Linked DNA regions of Salmo salar: region 1 is linked to region 2. The links are chromatin contacts, called in public Hi-C maps. All regions are on one chromosome and are shown on one strand. The core of a region is the stretch at or near the end of the contact, and the rest is flanking DNA. Distances in the headings are between cores, read along the strand shown. Region 1 has its middle 15 kb from the start of LOC106580722. Region 2 holds the start of LOC106580723 (mRNA decay activator protein ZFP36).

Region 1 (4,574 bases), core at 1,937-4,436, 36 kb before region 2:
AAGAGTAGGTGTTCCTAATGTTTTGTACACTCAGCGTAGTGTTCTATTTTTTAATTATGTGTTTAGCCTAAGGGGGTAGAGGAGGGTATTTACTGTAAGATGCAGATTAGGTGAACCAGAACCCTCAGATCCATCCATCTTGGGTAACAAATTCATGATTTGAAATATCCTCATATTATGGGTAACTTTCCGTCCATGACCTGTACCGTACTTGAAAAGATTTCCTGAATTTACAGGAGTTGACTTTGACCTTGCCCACATAGTTTGCACAAAGAGATGCAGCTAGGGCTAGGCTAAGGTGTGTGTGTGTGTGTGTGTGTGTGTGTGTGTGTGTGTGTGTGTGTGTGTGTGTGTGTGTGTGTGTGTGTGTGTGTGTGTGTGTGTGTGTGTGTGTGTGTGTGTGGAGATTACGAGAGCGGGGGCTCACAGGGCAGCTCTGTTCTGAATGGCCACCTTTGTGGTTCTCTCACGCCAGCTCCGTTTCCCACAGGCCTCTTAGAGTTTACATCTCTCTGGTGACGGTGGGGTTGGAGCGGGAGGAGTGGGGAAAGCTCAGCTTTTCTTTCTGTTTTTGTGGCTCTGACTCCTCTTACTTCATGTGTGGATTTGTCCCATTGCTGCAGGCACTCTGACAAGAGAATAAATTGCACAATTTTGTTCCCTAAATGCTTATAAAAACATCTGTGGGTTTTGCAACGCACCTTGTTGTCAGTTAGATTTACCCCGAGTCAGTTAGAACGCTCCCACACTGCTTTTTCCCAGTTGTGTAAGATATGTCTGTACACAGTAACCTGGGTAAATGCAAGCTTTTTGTCAACATGCCCTTCTTTAAAGGTGGATTTCAGATTTGGGAGGATGGTACATTTTATGCCACACTGTAAAAATGAACAGAGGATAAACAGTTGTATGAACCTTACCCTCTAGTGTAATTTGTTAGAGTTTACTATAGAGGTGGCCAATGTATTTTGTAAAGAAAGTGGCTGATAGCACAAGCAATGAAGTTTCCCACTGGGCACAGACGTCAGTTCAACATCTAGTTAGGATTTACATTTGGTTGAGTTGTCAACTAATGCAAAATCAACCAAACATTTCACCCTGTCATTGGATTTAGGTTAAAGGTTAGGTAAAACATTTATTTTCATTCCCTTATGTTGATGACTTTTTGCAAATCCAATCAGTTTTCCACGTTGATTCAGCGTCATCACAATGATTTTTTTGGTTGAAATGACATGGAAACAACATTGATTCAACCAGATTTTGCCCAGTGGGTTGTTAGGTTAAAATGTGGGTGTTTAAAAAACAAAACAAGGCCCACTCCATTGATAACAAAAGGTAGGTTGTGTCAAGCGTGAGAATGTTTGTGAAACCTTGAAGACATTGCTCAGCTATTAGACGTGTGCTTCAACTCTTTTTGTATGTTTCAGCCTAGTTTACGCACTGTAGCAAATATTTTTATGAATTGACCGAACTCCTTTATGGGGTAATGTTTTTTACCTTGGAGAAATAAAGTGTCAGGGGTTGGATGTGTGGAATGGTGAGTGTGTTTTCAGATGTGTGTGGGTTGACAAACACACTAAAAGACCCTACGTGGCTTTAATATTTCCGAATGAAGCCCTTATTTAGAGATGTCAGACTCTCCCAGGCATTTAACTTTCTTGGGCTCCTGGACTTACAGTCCTTACATGGCAATCTGAATGACTTGGACGATCATACATTTATGAACTAATAGATACCAAATGTATCTCCGTTTGGCAGCAACTCTTCATAGTCATGACAGTATGTGATGATGTATTGTGTCAAAACAATGGTATCTTAGAGACGTCTCCAGCACAGGGAAACCACCTAGTTCATTGTGAAGATGGCCTGGGTTGTGTAAGCTAGTGATGTAAGTCTAGCACTGCCTAGCAAAGGCAATAATGCTTGGCTGGGCAGATGTGTTGTTTGGACAGGAGTGTGTCACTGTGTAAACTGAAACATGTCAAATAGTCATTTAGCACTGAGAGCTACTGCTGATCCAACTCCTTAGTAGCGAACTAGGTCATTATGTTTAGCGGGAATAGTAGGGGCACTGTGAGTCAAGCTCAGTGTCTGCTGCTGCCGGGGCAAAACTGACAGCAAATCATGATTTTAGCTAATTCACCTTTAAAATCATAGACATACATCACAGGTTGTGACAGGACTTGTGCGGGCGCAACTGGTTTGGTATTTGCGTTGCAATGTGTTATAATCCTAAAATGCATTTTCTGTATTTTTAACAGTTGTATGCAATGCTGTGTATCCAGACAACTGTACAAAATATTGAGCGTGATCATGGATATTGATGATATTCTATCATTTTAGTTGACATCTTTCTCTTCATTTCTTTCCAAAGAGGATATACTATCTTTGTCTTGAGCCCCTTACTAAGTATTGCCATTCATCATGTATTCTCATGTATTATTGAACCAGAATGGAAAATTACAATGGAAAATATACGTAGAGAAAACAGCCTTCAGACATGTGTTCATTGGCTCCCCATACCTTATATAGGACTGTCTGCCCCATGGGACAAACATCTTAACAAGATCTGTAGCAACTCTTGAGAAAGGGAGCCATTAGTTAATTCAATTATTACTGAGTGATATCTTTGTGTTATTGCAAATTTGCCATGTGACCCAAAGTAGGCCAAGACTTAACTGTGAGTAATTATGTGTTCACCAAAGATAGATACATTTTATAAATATCACATTATCACAGTGTAAGAGGTACAAAACAGGAGGCTTGAATAACGAACTGGAAGCTTAACTTGATTGTTACACATTTTGAACCCTAACCTACAATACACAAAACAACCAGTGATTATCTTTAATAGTTTACGATGTGTACAGTCTACACTAACATTGGTTTTGTCCTGGTTATTTCTGTATTGAGAACTGAGATACCCAATTCAAAACAAATGTCTATTAAATCCCCCTAACTCTCCAACCCCTGTGTGTGTGTGTGTGTGTGTGTGTGTGTGTGTGTGTGTGTGTGTGTGTGTGTGTGTGTGTGTGTGTGTGTGTGTGTGTGTGTGTGTGTGTGTGTGTGTGTGTGTGTGCGTGCGTGCGTGCGTGTGTGTCGGGAACATTATGTTTTTGGGCTACACTGTTTCCTGTAATCACTTCCTTCAAATGGTTCCCCTAATTTGTGAAAAGTGCGTGTGACAGATTTTTCTTTCAGTTCTACAGAGTTACAAACCATATTACGAAATAGGTCAATCATCCATTGAGGCAAGCCCATTCTCCACCTTCTCTTCCACTCCTTCCTCTGATTATTTTCCTTATTCCTGCTGGTTCATAGGAACCTTGTCTCCCCAGCAGACCAAAGCATGTCCGTTCCCCTGCTCCACCATACAGCTATCCCTCTGTCACTCCCGGGCTGTGGAATACGTCATTCAGCTTCACACCCAACAAAACTACCATCCTGTCCCTCTGCCAGCTCTACTAGACTGCACTTGATTCCCAGAATAGGTCGGAGACTGAGTATAGGAAATACAAAAAAAAACATGTATTGCCTTGTGTTATCACTGAGTGTACAAAACATTAAGAACACCTGCTCTTTCCATGATATAGACTGACCAGGTGAATCCAGTGAAAGCAATGATCCCTTATTGATGTCACTTGTTAAATCCACCTCAATCAGTGAATATGAAGGGGAGGAGACAGGTTAAATAAGGATGTTTAAGCATTGAGACAATTGAGACATGGATTGTGTATGTGTGCCATTCAGAGGGTAAATGGGCAAGACAAAAGACAGAAGTGCCTTTAAATAGGGTATGGTAGCAGCTGCCAGGTGCACCGGTTTGTGTCAAGAACTGCAACCTGCTGTTTTTTTCACACTCAACAGTTTCACGTGTGTATCAAGAATGATCCACCACCCATATCCAGCCAACTTGACACAACTGTGGGAAGCACTGGAGTCAACATGGGCCAGCATCCCTGTGGAACGCTTTTGACACCTTGATGAGTCCATGCACTGACAAATTGAGGCTGTTCTGAGGGCAAAAGAGGGTGCAACTCAATATTAGGAAGGTTTTCCTAATGTGTTGTACACTCTGTGTATGTATATAAGTAGTTTGTTTCTTTCTCTATCGTAACAGAAGGAGTCAGGAATTCCCCAGGGCAGATGTCTAGGCCCCATACTTTTTCAATCTTTACTAACGACATGGTTTTGAGTAAAGCCAGTATGTATGTGGATGACTCAACACTATACACGTCAGCTACTACAGCTACTGAAATGACTCCAACACTTAACAAAGAGTTGCAGTTAGTTTCAGAATGGGTGGAAAGAAATAAGTTAGTCCAAAATATTTCAAAAACTAAAAGCATTGTATTTCGGACAAATCATTCTCTAAACCTTAAACCTAAACTACCTCTCATAATGAATAATGCGGAAATTGAGCAAGTTGAGGTGACTAAACTGCTTGGAGTACCCCTGGATTGTAAATCGTCATGCTCCAAATATATTGATACAACAGTAGCTAAGATTGGGAGAAGTCTGTCCATAATAAATTGTTGCTCTGACTTCTTAACAGCACTATCAACAAGGCAGGTCCT
Region 2 (5,183 bases), core at 1,005-3,504:
GGACCCGACCAGGGTTGTCAAAACATTATGCAACAAAACAGGTCTCTAAATAAATGGCAAGGTTACACAAATACCCCCTCCTAGATCTGTGACATACACAGAGGGTGTACTAGCACCTTCTCACTTTTGTCACAGATGTGTTAAAATATGATGAAAGTCCAAAAATAATATGAAAAATAGAATTTGGCAAAAGTATAAAAGAAGTGTAAAGCTTTGGTTAAATGCTACATAGAGAGACTAGTCTCCCAATACCTAGTTTAAAGTGCATATCACAGTGAGAGAATGTATTGTTGTCATTTTCCAAGTCACATTGATGGTTTGAATAGTTCTTGGTATACACATGAATACCAACAGAATAAACAGACCTGACAAACAGTTCTGTCAGCTTACTAAATGGAGGGGAGTCTTTTGTTGATCATATATTTAAAGGACTAATCGAAGTAAGGCTACTAGGTCCTTCTCATATTGATTGAGACAGGTAAAGCTACTTAAAACGTTGTTACTATCATAACGATCAAGGTCATTTTTAAAGAAAGCAATTAATGGAAGACAAGATGAAAAGTTAAATGAAAATATTCATAATTATAAAAAATATACAGATTTTGATAGAAGTTTGAGTACCAAATAAATGTCACTGAGCAAGTAATTTACTAATATAAATAAACAGTATAAAGTGTTGATGCGCATCATATTGATAGGATTTCTGATTTGTGTAAGCAGAACCTTCACAGTTGATCAAGGTTCGTGTGTTCGATTGTCTCTATGTGATTTGGGTTTCCTAGTCAGAGAGTGACAGACGCGCAAAGACGGTGAGGCGCTTGTTGCCAGCCCCATCAAATGTGGGGGACTCTGAACCGCTGGTGCTGCCTGTGCTGGTGTAACTATCCCGATCTGAGAGGGAATCTTCAGAAGAGAAGCGCTGGAGGTTTTGCTGGGTGATGTAGATGTTGTTGCGGTCCTCCATAGCGTACGATTTGTTCAGAGTGTCTGGGGAGTTATTTCCGTGGCCACAAACGCAGCGTGAGGGCTTCTGTGGCTCAACTATCATAGGGATTTTGTGGATGTCACCAACACTGGGTCGGCTCTGACAAAACTGAAATGTGTCGCGTTGGGTGTCATTGAACACTGGGGAGAGAATGTCCGCAGGGGGTGGTGACACCGAGGGAGCACGGGTGAAGCCAAGGGGGTCGTGGAGCGCAGGGGGGGGTGAGCTGCGTGATCTCAGGAAACCTGCGAAACTGACGCTCTGACGGAGCTGACGTGGGCTCTGATCAGCAAGTGCTTGGTTGTGGAACTTTTGGGTTAAGGGGGTGAGCTTCTCTTCGTGAATGAAGTGACAGCGGGCTCCATATGGGCAGTAGCCAAAGTTGTAAAAGGTGCGGCAGGCCTCCGTTTTGTATTTTGGGTGCCTGTACAAACCACGCAACTCAGGCTCTCCATGGGCAAACTGACACTTGCTCCCATATTTACAGCTGCCGTTCTCCTGGAAACTACGGCACAGTTCGGTCTTGTAACGGTTGGAAGGGAGAGGTGTCGGGCTGTTCAGTGGAGGAAATCCAGGCGGTGGAGGCACTTCATCCAGGGTCTTCATTTTACCGAAGGAGAGGACACTGGATTCGGTCAGACTCATGGAGCGGTCAGGTCTGAAGGAAACCTGTGGTTGACTTGGAGCCATCTTGCTCCAAATGTCAAGTGGCCAGGGGGTATCATTGTTCAATTGCTCAGAGCTTAGACTATGGCTCTTTGGTGAGAAGAACGAAGTTGAACGGTTGAGACGAGGTAACATCGGTTGAATTTGTTTCTGGGTGAATGGTTCATCTAAACCCAGATTGATTAGATTCTGTGGAGAGAAATATAACAGTCAATAAATGATCACGTTATAACCATGTAATAGCCTACTCACGATGCAGAATTGTAGCATCTGCTCTGCTCCTCAGAAGCTTAATCGTTAAATATGTTTTGTGAATATTTCAACATATAATCAAAGTTGAAAGGAGCCAACAACTAATAAAATAGTCTAATTGTGTTTTTTTTACCCACCAAATGCATAACCATAGCTTATGTTACTGATCTGAACATAAATATAAACCCAGTGAATAAAACTTACCCTCGTGATAATATCGTCGATCATATCTGACATGCTTCTATGTATTCTTGTCCGTTGAAAAGTTTTAGTTCGCCTGTCACTTTCAGCTGCAAGACACGGGCGATTGCGCTGCGCTGTTACTGCAGGACTCGCCTTTTATAGTTTATTTAGGGCGGCAGGCGGGGTTTCCTGTGCTATCTTCCCGGACACCACTCCCGTAAAGTTTCATACACAGCAACCAGGGTTGTCGTAAAGCCCTGTTTTTGTATTTTTGAACAGCTGTGTATTGTTTCGGTTTCACCAACATTCAAACATAAACGCATCATATAGACAGTGCTACATAATACGCACACAAATAGTCACCCACTTGTTCATTATTTTCCTACGTTCAATTCGATTTTAAGTTACGATGACGACTAGTTTTGGGATAGTAGGCTATGATTAACTACTTCGTTGCTGGACACATTTCCCCCAAGGCTGTTACCAGAATCACCCCAGACTTTTTCCTCATTGGTTTCTATGCGTGAGACCTGCTCTCTGTTTTTATTCTGTCTTTAATAATATATTTTCCAGTCTTTACTTTCATTTTCCAACAGTTATAGCCTAGCCCTCAAAGGAGGGAAAGATAGTTATTTATATACCCTTAGGCTATAGAAATAAATATGCCAATGTGCATTATTTAAACTCAATGTTTTCAATCACTCTTCAGACAATTACACTCACATTTTGGCACAAAACAGACATGGTCAATTTCATGTAGACTACATTTAGTTGGAGACCGGATGGTGGTCATGTAGACTATAGATCTAACAAGGTGGCCTAAAATGTATCTGTATGTCCATCTGTATGTCCATTTTACATGACAATGTAAAGACAGGTGACAGAATCCATTTAGGCAATGACTTTAGTATGATCTTACTGTAACAAATAACATTATCCAGTAATCAGTCTAGACTTGAAACACAGGGTCTCTAAGGATATGGTTTAGTTTCTATTTGTGATATCATGTAGTGTTTGCTAAGTCATGTGTGGTACCATGACAAGGCTGAATTAGGTTATGTAAGTATTTTTTCCATCTGTGTTACTGGTAGCCCAATGGTAAACAGACAATGTGATTACTAATCCCTCAATAGCAGGAAACTCTTGGATAATGACTATGTTTCTGTTTCTGCTATTTAACCATCAATGAAACCATGGGTCTATCCCTTGCCTGACATAGCACTGTTCACACGCGTGAGAAACGCATCTGAATTTGTGTGGCTAAATAAGTCATTTTGGCATTAACTCGACACCAATAAAGTAGATGCAAGAATGGCCCGATTTTAAAGTGTGGAATAACCCACTCTTTGTCTTGATTAGTAGACTACATTCGGAGAGTATTTGGTACATTAGTTGTGATACACTTGCTCATGTAAATAGTGTCAAGTTGAAGAAGTTAAGAGGGTTTACAAACATATCCAGTCCAAATATATCCAGTGACAGTGTCCCATGTTGAGTTGATCTACAGTTCTTAGAGGTGACTGTATCTCTATTTGTCATGTGGGTTTGTTGTCACACAGTTCATAAGTCTAACAAGGAAGTGCGATAGAAAGTAATATATTTACTTTGAAATGCTTACACTTGGATGTGCGTTGAGCTCTTTCAAATTAGTCATTTGATTGCCAAACGACCTAATGGCAGAAGGGACACGGTTTCAACTATTCAATGTTTAATAAGGAAACTGCTCATTTTACTTGGACCCTATCACTCCCTCAAAATGCTTATACATTGACTTCAGCACCGTTGTTACTGGATAGTGTTTTTGTATAATCTGGTTGTGTCCTAAACTTTAAAGCCTGTGTTTAACTCAGTATTAAGGTTGTATTATGGAGACAATGTGAGGGGAAATGGGTGCAGAGACTGGCCTATCATGATGTGTAGTAACTGCTGTATACATATTCCTGTAAGCCAGCTCCTCATTGCCTATATAGCCAAGGGGTGGATGTGGAACTGAAACACAAACTTGAGGCAGAAACACTCTATGTCCCTCCCTCCCAAGACATATTATGTCAGTTTCCCACCTTAGTGGTCACAGTGTACCTTTTCTTTACATTATGTCATTATCCCAACAGCAGTGTTACGTGTCCATATGGGGCCCTGAAAATCTCAAGTTTCATCAATTGCAGGCAGCATAACTCCCGGCCACAGAAGCAGGTAGAGCAGGCATGCCTACTCATGTCCAGTTAAAAATAACCCCAAGCTTCCACTACCTTGTCAAATTTGGTTGGAACTTATATTTAAAAATGGTTAATGAGAAATTGAAAATATTTTATTCCTTGCCTTTTCTTTCCCTTTTTTTCTATTTTGTTTCCCAATCCACTTCTTTGGTTTCTCAAACTGTGAAGTGGTGTGCATCTTTCTCCAAGTTTATTTTCTTCCCTGGTCCCAAGAGTATGGAAAGTCGCTCCTAGTGAGTTGGGAGGTGCGCAGCATACTTGCTCATACACACATGCTCACACAAATATACATACTAGCTAAGCCCTAAGGGACATTCTATAGTGAGCAACAATGTGCGATACGCCAAGCTTTCCAGTGGGGCTTTCCAGTCTTAACAAAGGTACAATTTATACACTACAGATATCCCAATAGGCATGTTTAGGCAGGAACCCCCTTATGAACACTCATGGTGACATGTGCATGGGGTGGGGGTGGCTGTGGTATAAATTAGGGAAATTATTACAAAATGTATGCAAAAAAAATCTGACAGAATTGAAATTGCTACATTTTCTAAAGCACCTTTTATAGCTTGTATTAGCAGCCCAACAACGTGTGAAAATAGATGAGTAAAAGCAAAACTGTAAATGTAACTCCATGTAATGCATACAGAAATCACATTTTGTGCATTGTGGATTGCCACTGAAAATCACGTATGCCATGTCCTTTGTCCCAATTTCCACAAATCATTAACCCACAATATCATTCACCGATACCGCTTATGCGAAGTGACCTGGGAGTGACTCAAATGGCCCAGTCATCAAATGTCTCAGCTAAACTCACTGTTTTTATGCTGTAGTTATCTTACTGTTGACAAAATTGTCAGCTCGTAGTGAGCTGCTCT

The links. Hi-C and Micro-C count contacts between places; a contact is called where the count stands out from the background.
Region 1: a Hi-C map of gill shows a contact between it and region 2, with 2.2 times the contacts expected there. The contact joins the enhancer-like site here to the promoter of LOC106580723 in region 2. A contact is called at or near these places in 2 of 3 Hi-C or Micro-C datasets (gill and muscle).

The regions. Positions count from the first base shown.
Region 1 is chrssa20:50,469,978-50,474,551 of Ssal_v3.1, reverse strand. No RefSeq gene overlaps it. Among protein-coding and RNA genes, the nearest start is that of LOC106580722, 15 kb to the left of the region's middle. Within about 2 kb of position 3,186, at least 3 of the 13 cell types and tissues checked have an H3K27ac peak or open chromatin away from gene starts, as enhancers often do. A contact at or near this core is called in gill, where this site is marked.
Region 2 is chrssa20:50,432,332-50,437,514 of Ssal_v3.1, reverse strand. It overlaps LOC106580723 (mRNA decay activator protein ZFP36), which reads right to left and starts at 2,254. Exons shown (of 2, transcript XM_014162065.2): 1 at 2,108-2,254; 2 at 1-1,840. The coding sequence starts at 2,140. The coding sequence ends at 779.